3 separate regions of the Mus musculus genome follow, and all the other regions are linked to region 1. A link is a contact called in public HiChIP or PLAC-seq and promoter capture Hi-C data. All regions are on one chromosome and are shown on one strand. Each heading gives the region's core, a stretch centred on a gene start, on an enhancer-like site or on the middle of the called end of the contact. The rest is flanking DNA. Distances are from core to core; before and after follow the strand shown. Region 1 holds the start of Ano6 (anoctamin 6). Region 2 overlaps Arid2 (AT rich interactive domain 2 (ARID, RFX-like)). Region 3 overlaps Arid2 (AT rich interactive domain 2 (ARID, RFX-like)).

Evidence for each region. Promoter capture Hi-C pulls out the DNA fragments that hold promoters and counts their contacts. HiChIP or PLAC-seq counts read pairs in DNA pulled down with a chosen protein or histone mark.
Region 2: a contact with region 1 is called in a promoter capture Hi-C map of the HPC-7 cell line. The contact joins the enhancer-like site here to the promoter of Ano6 in region 1. A contact is called at or near these places in 13 of 39 promoter capture datasets (the 3T3-L1 cell line, the C10 cell line, the HPC-7 cell line and 10 more), 1 of 484 Hi-C or Micro-C datasets (cumulus cells), 16 of 115 datasets of contacts at active chromatin or transcription factors (T-cell acute lymphoblastic leukemia, VIP interneurons, bone marrow-derived macrophages and 12 more) and 3 of 9 other capture datasets (adipose tissue, liver and pancreatic islet).
Region 3: a contact with region 1 is called in an H3K4me3 HiChIP or PLAC-seq map of embryonic midbrain, with 8 times the contacts expected there. The contact joins the enhancer-like site here to the promoter of Ano6 in region 1. A contact is called at or near these places in 10 of 39 promoter capture datasets (the C10 cell line, the HPC-7 cell line, HPC-7-derived erythroid cells and 8 more), 9 of 484 Hi-C or Micro-C datasets (CD4 T cells, CD8 T cells, cortical neurons and 5 more), 14 of 115 datasets of contacts at active chromatin or transcription factors (the SCID.adh cell line, bone marrow-derived macrophages, craniofacial prominence and 11 more) and 4 of 9 other capture datasets (adipose tissue, embryonic stem cells, liver and 1 more).

Annotation. Positions count from the first base shown.
Region 1 is chr15:95,788,591-95,792,650 of GRCm38.p6, reverse strand. Ano6 (anoctamin 6) reads right to left here and starts at 1,808. Exons shown (of 20, transcript NM_175344.4): 1 at 1,595-1,808. The coding sequence starts at 1,667. The region is part of intron 1 of A130051J06Rik (a long non-coding RNA gene); the gene reads left to right.
Region 2 is chr15:96,322,961-96,327,020 of GRCm38.p6, reverse strand. All of the region lies in intron 3 of Arid2 (AT rich interactive domain 2 (ARID, RFX-like)), which reads right to left. Among named protein-coding and RNA genes, the nearest start is that of Arid2, 37 kb to the right of the region's middle. Within about 2 kb of position 1,715, at least 13 of the 459 cell types and tissues checked have an H3K27ac peak or open chromatin away from gene starts, as enhancers often do.
Region 3 is chr15:96,304,567-96,308,626 of GRCm38.p6, reverse strand. All of the region lies in intron 3 of Arid2 (AT rich interactive domain 2 (ARID, RFX-like)), which reads right to left. Among named protein-coding and RNA genes, the nearest start is that of Arid2, 19 kb to the right of the region's middle. Within about 2 kb of position 1,791, at least 5 of the 459 cell types and tissues checked have an H3K27ac peak or open chromatin away from gene starts, as enhancers often do.

The DNA.
Region 1 (4,060 bases), core at 559-3,058:
CACCTCCGTGATACATCTTCTACTTTAAAATGGTTTACTTTCGTTGTTTGAGGTTTGCCTTAGATGACGTTGGGGCCTCGTGTCAAAGTAACTTTCCTGCTCTGAATTTTAAAGCTAAGCAAAATTTAACAGAAATTAACATGGGCGCTGATTATGCTTTAAACAACTATACAACGCTCCCTCTAGTGAGGAGTCCCGAAGAGAGAGACTAACCAAGAGCTTTAACACTACAAGATTGGAGGCAGAGGTTTCAATTGCAGTCCTCCATTTCACCAGCGCCTCCTCTCCCACTGTTGGATTTAGAATTAGTTCATAATAGTCTATCAACCTACTTCAGTAAACCTTCAAGAAGGCTTATAATTCTGTAGTAACATAAACGTTCATAGGTTTGGTAAAACGTCTGGGACAAAAACATAACTATGATCCACATGAAATTCATAATTCAATAAAGGACAACCAAAAATTGCCAGGACCTGCTTAAACGTTGCCTGTCCAAACAGGCTGTCTGCTATCTAAAGTATGAATCTAAATACTGGAGGCTACAGTAAGAAGAGGCAGAGGTAGTTAACTACATCGGCTGTTTTACTTCGTGGAACAAGCATGAATTACATGGGTCAGTAAAAGCAAAGCCAGCCTACTGGCAGGGTCTGAAGACAACCTATGATGCCTATCATGTAACAGAGGCTAGACCAAATTAGATTTTCTTTCTAAATTGAAATCTGAGGGCAGCAAGGGCTTACACTCAGAGCCTCTTGCTTATGTCAATTTCTATTCCGGCTGGATCTCACTTGAGTGCCTCACTATGACAGACAAGAATATTTCCCTAAGAAACTAACTGTGCTAATACGAGTGTAACTTTTTAACGCTGCTCCCGTGGGTGGTATTTTATGTAAACGGTCACTTAACTGTTCAGTCTCATGAGACAAGAGCATCCTACATCCTTTACCCAATCAGCCGCCAGGTGCAGAGCCTTAACTTGCTCAACTCTGGGAAATCAGAAACTTCTACTTGACAGTGTGAGGCTCCAGGAAGGCTAACCTGGGCACACTTTTCTCCTCTCCTTAAAAAGGAATACTATTTGCTCTCTCCACAAAGAGGAGTGCCTGATAAACCGCTGTCACAATGAAAGGCCAAGGCTAAATCGCGGCGTGGAATTCCCAAGTTCGTCTAGACCTGGGAGTTACCAAATTCCTTTGATTGGTCTGTGAGCAAAACCTGAAAGGAAGGAAAAGCCACACCCAACTCCTAAATTTACTTTGTAAAGTGTTTGGAGGCCTTGAGAGGGAACATTTTGACATCCAGGAGGCCTGATGGAAACGTGCCACGGTCCTCCGCCCGGCGTCGCCCCGCGTCCCTGCCCCGCGCCCGCGGCTCCAGCCCTTTTGTTTGTGTCTCTGCGGGCTGGTGCAGCGGCGCAGCCTGTGGCCTCGGAGAATCCGGCTCAGGTGTGTCGTGAACCCGGGAGCAGGGGCCCCCAAAACACCGCCCGGAGCGGACGCAGGAAAAAGACCCGAAGTTGCTTGGGAGGTTCGGCTTCCGCGCAGAGGCGTCCGCCCCGGATCCCCCTTGCCCTGGCCCCGGTTCCGGCACTCACCAATGTCTCCATCCTCATCGTCGTCCTCCTCCAGCTCCATGTTCAGCAGGACCTTCCTAGTCATCATCTGCATGTCTCCCGGAGACCGTCACTCGGCTGCTCTCGGCTCCGCTCGGCTCCGCTCGGCTCGGGCCGCAAGCTCCGCTCTGCCCTCTCGGCACTGCCCCGCTGCGCTCCGCCCGCGCTCTGCTTCAGCAGGCGCTGCTCAGCCTGCGACTGAGCATGCCCAGAGGGACGCCGCCGCTCCCGCCCCAGATCAAACCGCCCCGGCTGCGAGGAGCCTGGGAGGAAGTCGGGCTGGGGGGGTTGGGGGAAGGGGAGTGGCAGAAGCCGGGCGAGCCGCGCCGCGCCTGCGGGGAGCGCTGCAGCCGCAGAGGCAGGCCGGCTTCTATGAGCTCACGAGGGTCTTTAATCTGCAGAATGACGAGACGTTGCAAGGTGCCCGCTTAGTGTGGGGGAGGAAAACGACACACGTGCGCACGGAGAGCCCCTGTGCCCCCGCCCGAAGGAGCACATGCGGGGAGTGGTCGCGGGGTGCCCTCCAAGCCCCGGAACTAGGCCGAACAAAACACGCCATAGCTACGTGTAAACTCTTTAATAAGACAATATGGGAAACTGTAGTACCAGGAAGGACAAAGAAACGAAAGGGGGAAATGACGGTAGAGAGTGAAGGAATGCCGCCCTGACAACCCAAGGACTGGGGCGCAGATGCGGCGGGAGTACCAAGTCCTTGGGTCTGCACAGCTGCTCTCAAGGACGCTGGTGAATGGTGGCTTCCCTGCAGTGCCCGGGTTGTCGCTCACTCCCTGGAGAAGCACTTGCCTCCTGAGCCCGTTCCTAGTCAATGTTCAATGACAAGACACTACTACATCCACTGTGTGTTTTATTCTTTTATATTCTTACCCTTTTCCTCTTTCGCCTCTCAGATGCTAGGAGTCCAGCCCAGCACCCCTGGCGTGCTAAGGGAGTACTCTCCACTTATCTATAGTCCCAACCTCATAGTTAATGTTCTCACTTGAAGGGAAAAAACATTGCGATCAATAATAACGCAGGAATTTAATCACGAATATGCACTAAAGGACAGTACAAATTAGAGAAAACGTCCAGGAGACGCTCTCCTTGCTCCTTAAGCTCCGGTTTTTACCAAAGAAGACTACTTGTAACATGAAAAGTAAGTGCAGAACTCTGGAGATCTTGAGAAGATGAGGAGACTATGAGAGGGAGAGAGAGGAAGAGAGGCCGGGACCAGTAATGCTAGCAATGACCCCTATGGCCTGAAATGCCATCTGCGACCTGTAATACCAGTTATGACCTATAATGCCAGCCCTCCAGAGGCCGAAGCAGGGGGACTCTGAAGCAAAACTCGGCTTCAGGACAGACTGGGAACTGAGAAGGGAAGGGAAGGCTTTAGTGAACTCTCGGTTCCAGAGGTGTGTGGGTTGCAGGAGGAAGTTTCCATCTTCATTTAGCCATGGCGATTTTCGTGCGCTGAGTCCGCTGAGTCCGGTACTAAAAGTTTTTACAGTGGTCGCTTCATCTCTGCCTAGGAGTTACTGCCACTGTTTCACCTGACCGCCCGATAGGTGAGCATCTTGTCTGCAACCACAGATAGCCAGTGTTGGGGTGGCCCTTTTACTATATGCACCTCAGAAAGTGCCTCCAGAGGCCTTTCCACCCACTTCTTCCAACCCACCCGGTCTCATCACTGACCTGCTAGGTTCTCTCAGCAGATGTAGAAGTTCTGGATCTTCCGACCTAAAGCTACTTTATAGCTCGAAAATTCTTGGGCTTGATTCTGACCTAAGTCTCAGTGAGTCACTTGGAAATTGTAAGAGATTTTATAGATGCCTTTTGCTTCTTGCTTGATAAGTGTTACAGAGCCATTGTGGTCTTTTGTGTAGACATGACTGTTGCCACAAGGAAATTGAATTACTTAGGCCAGCTGTGCATCTATTGTTAGTACACCCCATTTGGTACATTAATGCATTTCCTACAGTTTTTTTTCTCATGCATTATTTTTTTTCAATCGATCAATATATGCTGCAAAAATAATCTAAGTTATAGTCCTATATAGGAGCCATACTCTTAATCCTAAGGGGGGGGGGAATGTCTGTGTAATGCATAGTTTGTGAGATAAAATGCTTGCGGCATTATGTGGCCAGTATTTGTGTTTGCAAGGCTTTTCAAAGTCAGGGTCACAAACCAAATACTTTCCTACTCATTTGTTTTCAGCCAGGATGCTCTCTCTGCCCAGCCTTCGGATGCTGGTACTCCACTGGCTTCAGTGTTCAGCCCTCTTCTCCTTCTATATAGAACTGGTGCTGTTCTACAATTTTAACTACTATCTATCCCAACCAAGAAAGAAAAGTTCTATGGGCATCCAAACAGTGTACTCACACAGGCCCCTATATTCCAAAGCTCCTGAAAAATTTAAAACCCTACAATTGCCATTTTATATTTATTTCT
Region 2 (4,060 bases), core at 466-2,965, 530 kb before region 1:
TAGGTAAAATGCCGAGCACTTAGCCCCTAACAATAAGGACTTTGAGACTATTTACTAACAAATGCCTAGGCCTATCATAACTTTGTGTTCATTCTCCGACTAGCTTGTAACTTATTGAACCCATTCAAACTACCCAATGTCTTCTGCGTGGTGAGTTATCTCTCCTTTAGTCCTGGCCCCCTTCTTTCTTAGTGTCTTCCTCCATGCCTCTCTGTGACTAGCCCTCATCCCTCCCCAAGGCTCCTACTTCTGTCACTCTTCCTACCCCTCTCCATCTCCTATTCCCTGCCTCAGCTCATTGGCTATTGGCTTTTCTATCAACAGGCAATGCTTATAAGAGATCCTCTCTACAGCATCAGAAGTAGTTGAAACTTTAAGATGTCAGGCCTAGTGGGGAGTCTTATACTGTATCCACCCCTCTGTTTGTGATAACACAATGGCCGCCTAGGTCCTGAGAGAAAGTGAGGTGAACAGTGTGAAACAGCGGCACCGTGACATTACATCAGGCTGCTGTACAAGGGCTCCATGACTACAGAACAGCAAGATCACACAACCTAGTCTGATAATTCAGTGGCTACTCCGTGACTAACACTGTGAATTAATAAGCTAGACAAAGAAACAATTCTTGTCTCAAGTGGGACACTTACAGAACAGCACAAGCTTCATTATGCTACTGAGAATGACCTACAACTTAAAACATATAAATGGCATATTTTACAGAATTTGCCATTTTATCTTTTGAGAGCATGGTTCACAGCAGTTAACTCAAACTGCAGAATGGGACCCACGAACAAGGAGGAAGTCCTGAACTCTCAAGGGCACAAATACCACTGGCTCGAAGGTTGGACGCTATCGGGAAACCCTGCTAATCAAGGGTCGAAGTCTACAACTGTCCAGAGAGCTCTCTTGAGCTTGGTGCAAAATGGAGGACTCCCTTTACAAGCAGGGCTTCTCCTTCCTTTACCTTGGCTGGGGATCATGACTCCCAACCTTCTCTACTTGGGGAAGGGTGAGCAGTCTTTGTCAGATCTCCAAATTCAACTCCCTCTCCCCCATAGCAACCGGCCCAACCAGTACCTGGGATCCCTAGAGTGCCTCTCCACACAAATGAGGTACAAGTCCACCCTGGATAAAGGTATGTGTACAACTGAGACTGAAGTGGAAACTGAAGGGCTCTTTGGAAAGTCGGTTGGATGGTGTTTTGCTGGGGCAAACAGGTGAAGGAACATTTCCTTAAAGTGGACACAGGTGTGAAAGGCTAAGGCAGACATACAAAGCAGACACAGGGGAGATGTTCCACTAAAGCAAGCACGTCAAAGGACTCATGATGAAGGACTCTTTGCTAACAACATGAATGTATTAGCCCACCTTACATTGCGTAGTCGAGCTGCATTTGTCTGGTCTCCACAGACCCTGGCTGATTGGATGTGAGTGCTGAGGCAAGGCACATGGAGGACAGTGATGTTTGGGGGGGTATAAAAAAGACTCCACGGAGTGACAGAGACAGAGCTAGCTGTACAACGCTTGCTTGTGGGTCTTCACTGATCTTCACTTCCTGAGAGTGGCGCAGCCGAGAACTTCTGGTGTTCCTGTTGGTCCCTCCTGCTGACTGGAGCCAAGGCTGAGGCCTGGCTGTCTCTGCTAGCTGTGTCACCCATTGCTAACCTGATTCTACCAAATTAGACTACTGGTGTGTCCATGAAGTGTTTGCAAATGGATCAAGCTGCCAATGCATGCTAACCTGTGAAATGAACTGCGAATTTCCAGACAATACAGACGGGAATTGCTCCAAAGAACCTTTCTAAACAGATCTACTCCCCCCACACCCACCCTGGATTCCTTTCTTTTTCAATACCTCTGGTGGGTGGTGGGTTACAAGAAAGATTAAAGCGTTTAAGAACCATCATTAAAAATAAGATTTAAAAAAAAAACTAAAGGTACACGAGACCTTCTAAGAGCTGCTTCCTTGAAGTCTGCTGGAGCTGTTTCATTAAAGACTGTTGGAGAAGTTCTTCGTATAAGAGATATTAACACTAAGATCCTTCGAGAAGGCGAGTCTGTCTGTCAGTCTGTCTCCCTCTCTTCCTCTCCACACCAGCACTTGCTCCAGGTGGACTAGGATCCTGCCTACTCCGGACTCCACTTCCCCCTTGCAGTCCAGTGTACAGCTGCATCTGGACTCCAGGTGGGAGAAAGCGGAGGATGAAACCACAGCTTGACCCCAATATGCATCCAACAGGACACCATGACTTAAGAAAGAGACTTTTACTTGCATTTCAACTGTCGTATATCACACTGGTTATCAGTGTTCATCTCTTTAACTTTGCTATTGTCTTTGACTTTTACCAAATCATTTAATATAATGTTTCAACTATGGAATTAGTATCAAAATAGTGACCTAAAATAAGGTCAAATGTATCCTTAGATTATACTTTTCCACTGTAGAAAAGTAAGAGGCTTCATATTTTATCAAGTTTTAGGAGTAACCATCCCAGCCTCAGAATTAAAGAGTGCGACTTTGATATTACTCTTTAGGCTTCAAGATTATGCTTTTTGCAAAATTTGACAAATTTGAATTTAGCTGTTTCCTTATCTATTAAATGAATATTACAAAGGCTGGTTGGACAACTCAGTGGATAGACACACTTGCCAACAAACCCATGACCTGAGTTCAAACCTCAGGACCCATAACGGGTTGGAAGGAGTAGAGAACCAACTCTCACAAGTTAGCTGTTGACCTCAAAATGAGTGCCCCACTCCTCAAATAAATAAGGAATTTAATGTGATTTAAAATCTTTTAATGATAAAAACTTTTTTACAGCAAACACTTATAAGGTGACCATTTTCTCTTCTCTTGTCCTTTCCTCTCTGCTCTCATGTCTTTCCCAGTGCTGTAATCACAGGCATGTGCCACCAGATCTGGGCTATGAGATGCTGGGCACTGGACCCAGGGCTCTGTGTGGGACAGGCAAGGAGTCTACTAGATGAGCCACCTCCCCAGCCTCAAATTGATAATCTCATAAATTACATCCTAATTTAGGGTGATAGGGTCTAAAGATAATGTTTTAAAGTACAATCTATTTTGAGCTGTAATTATTACAACAAAATTTTTAGTATTGACAATATTTGATATATAAAGTACATGGTGTTTTCGCCCCTCAATTGTAAGGACCTTTTAAAATTCTCTTATTCTAAGATATTAATAAAGAGCACTAACAGGGATAACACTTACTATACATCTCACAGACTACCAGAAGTTAGTAGGAACAGTGTGTTGGATGGCATTGGGTGATACACATTAAAAATTATGAGGATAATTCTGCTCTCTGAATCAATAATATCCCCAACTAAGAACCTAGAAGAAAAATAAAAACATTAAATAAAAACTTTCAGATATACAAAAAAATGACATTAAAGCACATGGTAATTTAAATGGTTGATGACAGAAATACAGATATTAAGTTAGTTTAAAAGCTAGTTAATGATATGGAAAAGTTCCTGAGTATATATTTAAAAACCCAAGTAATTCTTATTTTAAAACGTGTACTTTTGAAAATGTCTAGGGGGTGGAAAGCACACTTCATTAAGTATGGTTCTTTCAGAATTAGAGAGGCAAGTGTAATTGGTAGTTTCTGCAGATTTTTTTAGGTTCTCTGTAGCTAACAAATACTAGCTCTATTATGAAAAAAATCCATTACTCACAAAGGGTTAAATCCATGTGATCAAATAAAATATTATTTGAGATTCAGTAGTGAAATATGAACTATGTAAATAATCATGTATCCAACTTTAAGATAATTCAAATAAAAATACATTACATAGAATCCCAAAACAACTGACTTTTCTCACTGAGATAAAAACTACATTGAGCAATAAACCATATACACTATACATATACATATAGTGTATATACATATACACTATACATATAACTTGAGGGTAGTTACTCATCAATCAGGTCCTACAGGGCATTATTATTAACTAACACTCCGAGCCCCTCTCTACTCATCCCACAAATGCATGCACAAACATATATTACTAGATAGCCCTAGTAGACACT
Region 3 (4,060 bases), core at 542-3,041, 520 kb before region 1:
ATCAAAGGCAGCCAGGGCAGGAGCTCAAACAGGAATCTGGAGGTAGGAACTGAAACAGACAGGAACAGGCTTGCTCCCCAAGACTTGCTTAGCCTGTTCTTATACAACCCAGGACCTAGGGATAGCAGTACACAGTGGGCTCAGCCCTCCCACATTAATCACTAACCAAGAAGATGCCTTAAAGACATGCCCTCAGACGGCTCTGATTCTTCTAGGAAGGTTCAGTCTCCCCAGGTGAGCATAGCTTGTGTCAAGATGACAAGACCTAACCAACACAACCTCCCTGTTTTCCTAGGACACAACAGACGTGCTTCTTGGTGTGCAGTCGTCCCTAACACAGGCATCCACCTGCACGGCTCCTTCATCTTTTCTGTCTTTACTCAAATGATACCATTTGGTATTTAAGGATGGAACTCGCTCATCCAAAGACTATGTCCCTTCAAGGAAGACTTTCCTTCCTTGTCTTATTACTTCACATAGCCGGTTTACTTTGTTTTTTCCTTTTAGTCCTTCCACTAATCCCAAAGATTATTCTCCGCCATCACTGATCCATGGTCAGTGGGCAGAACAGCACTCAGCCTGTAACAGAAACCATAAACTGGCTCTGTCTCACCAACTAAAACCTCCATTTCTGTACAGTAACAACTGTGCCTTTTCTGTCTCTATTAGTCATTCATTCTATGACCGACTAAATAAAGAGCAATAATTTACATGGCCATTAAATGTTTGGTCTCTGAGAGCAGACCAGCTCACTGCTTTATGTTTGTGTGCCCTTGTGTAAACTACTGACCCTTCTCTTAAACCTTAAGTTTCCTATTATTGTAATGAAATAGGCATCAATCTTATAGGATAGTGTTAAGAATTAAAATACTGCAGATAAGCATTACCCCCATCCAGGCAAACATCAACTGTCAGCTATGAAGTGATGGCAGGGAGCGCTGCTCCAACTCAAAACTGCTTCCGCCAGGTTATCACATCATTTCTAGTATCCATTTCTTCTGAGAGTAACTATTTTCAGAAAAATCCTGGATCTGCATATGCCGGCTTAAAACACCCAGCATCAGTTTATGCCAAATCTCGTCTACATACAAGTGTATTTTCATGCTGTTAAGTTATAACCCAGACAGGGAAACATTAACGCATGTAGTTTTGCTTAAATATTCTGTGAAGGCCAGGACTGCAGCTGAGTGGGTGCAGCACTCGCCCCACACGCACCATGCCCTGCGCACGGTTAAGCTGGGCGCAGCGGCACTGCCACTCTCCCAGGTCCTGGAGAAACAGGGACCATCAGGAGTGCAAGGCCACTTAAAGTCACAAAGAGTTCAAGGCCAAGCCTGATCACGAGACCCTCTCTTAAAGGAGAGAAAAGGAAAGAGAGTGATAAAATTATACAAAAGCAGCACTTATCACATATATTAATGTGTTTTCTTTGCTAAAACTGAGTCTTCATGTCTGCTTCATAAAACCGTATGAAGGGTTTAAGCTTAGGTCCAAATCACTAACTAAAACACTATACTTGTAATTCTGAATTATAGTTTTGAATTTTTTCAGACTATACCAAATTAGATTTCTTTCCCATTTGTTGAAAGAGCCTCCATAATGAGTTGCATGAATCCCTAAGAAACTGGCTGGTGACAGTGACAGGACAGTCTAACAGTTAAGCTACAGTGTACCAGAAAGTGACAGGATAGTCTAACAAGAGTTAAGCCACAGTGTATCAGCAAGTGACAGGATAGTCTAACAGTTAAGCTACAGTGTATCAGGAAGTTGAGGGAGGGCTTTAAATACATAACTACTTTGTTTGTGAAAGTCCTTGACTTCCATACAAAACCAAACAGGACTAGTACACTAGGTCCTATCTTGTAGAGTAACTGTGGAACTCCAGTAAGATAAACATAAGATCAACTGTTGTGCAGCACACCGATTTTACTGAAAAAAGATACAGTGAAACATTAGAAAACTACCAGCCCATAATCCCACAACTACCCCTACCTCTTTACTCTCTCTGCTTACTGCTTTCAAGTCAATTGTTATAATTATTATCACATGTGTTTGGTAACAAATGCTGGGTGTGTGCCCAATGCCTTATGAGTGTGTAAATACAGGTGTGCAGACACTGTGGCATGTGCAAAAGTCAGAAGACAACTTAGGGGTGGGCTTTCCACCTTGAGACTGGGTGTGTTGTTTTCCACGGTTTGTGCTCAATCAGCCCACATGCTTAAGCTTCCCCTGTTTCTGCTTCCCAGCTCCCTGCAGGGGCACTGGGATCAGAGACAACCATGCAGCACATCTGGCACCGCCATTGGTGTTGGGGATCTCAACGCAGGCCCTCAGGCTTGTACAGCAAGTACTCTTACACACGGAGCCATGTCTCCAGCCCTAGAACACCATTTTAAACGCCCAACTCCTGTGTGACCTTGAGCAATGTTTTTAAGATCCTTTGTCCAGTTTCTGGATTTACAACATCATAATAGGTTTGTGTCAAAGTGGGGTATAAAGGAGAATGAGTTCATGTAAACTACTCAGGACAGAGGTTTAAACAATGCAAATTTAATGAGTTAGATAATAAAATACACAGCCCAACTGTGATGTTGTCAGCCAGAAGTAGGCTGTTATAAAAACATTTTAAGAGAACTTTCTTTTTTTTTTTAAAGATTTATTTATTTATTTATTATATGTAAAGTACATTGTAGCTGTCTTCAGACACTCCAGAAGAGGGGGTCAGATCTTGTTACGGATGGTTGTGAGCCGCCATGTGGTTGCTGGGATTTGAACTCTGGACCTTTGGAAGAGCAGTCGGGTGCTCTAACCCACTGAGCCATCTCACCAGCCCCAAGAGAACTTTCTTACATTGAGTTTTTAAAATAAACCTTCCCACCATTCCTTCGTTTGCTATACTATAATTTCTTGTTATTAAAAAGGAAGATTTAGAAAGAATTGGTACCAGATTTACATTTAAAAAAAAGTTTAAGGTTTTCTTTTTTTCTTTTTTAGTTTAAAGTTTTATAAACAAAGCATTTTAAGTAACTGATTAAGCTTCCACCAGCAATTGTGTTATCCCAACCTGTGTTACGAATAAAATCCTTTAGGAAGAAGAAAGCAAAAGGACAATACTAAAGTGACCTACCACCCAAATGGCCAATAAAATAATGCCTATGCCTAAATTCATGAGATCATCTTTGCATCAGCATAAAGCCCATGTTTCAAATAACAAAGAAATCTCTACAATCTCCTTCCAGTGTTTCTTTAAAAAAGAATGGAGTTACTGCTAAGAAATAGGCAGTTCTGACCTGTGTCTCCTTGTCCTTTCTCCCCATCCTTCAGTAGTTAACTTCATGCAGGCAAGCACACCAGGAAGAACAGCTTGCCTCTATCACACAGCCTGCACTAGGCAGACTTCTTAAAGTCCATCCCATGAGACTGACGGTTCTGTCAATTAGTAGATTCTATAGCCATACTCAACTGCAACCATCTATGTGCTTTTTGCTTTCATCGTTAGGACACTGAACTTTCAGGCTCTGTAAGCTATTTTACTAAGGCTGCTATAAAATACTAAATGTGTATACAGCATCTAATATCCATTGCAACAAAACCCATTAAACTTAAGACTTGGTAAATTCCTACACGTTTGATTACAATGAATTGGCCAAGAGATTATCAAGTGAACAACATGCTGCAGAGACACACAGACACACACGCAACAAGGTTTAGAAGGCTAAAGGAATATCCAAGCAACTCTCAGGAGAGCAACACTTTTGGATTACCAAACTAGGCCTAGTGGTGAGGCTCAAATACACAAAGTAAACAACATTTAACTCGTGATGATGGATCGGAGCTGCACTCAGATCTCTAACTCATCTAGAGCTGGTAAGAACAATCCGCTCCGCTGGTCTAGGAGGTAGACACCTACAGTGAAACTTTTAAAATCAAATTACCCTTGACCTTTAAAACACAAATGTCATGCAGTAAGTTCGGCTGCCTTACTTTGTGTATCAAGCATGGCAATGGGCAACAAAGACAAGAGCAGTGAACTCTGTCTTCTTTTTTCCATGCTGGAGAT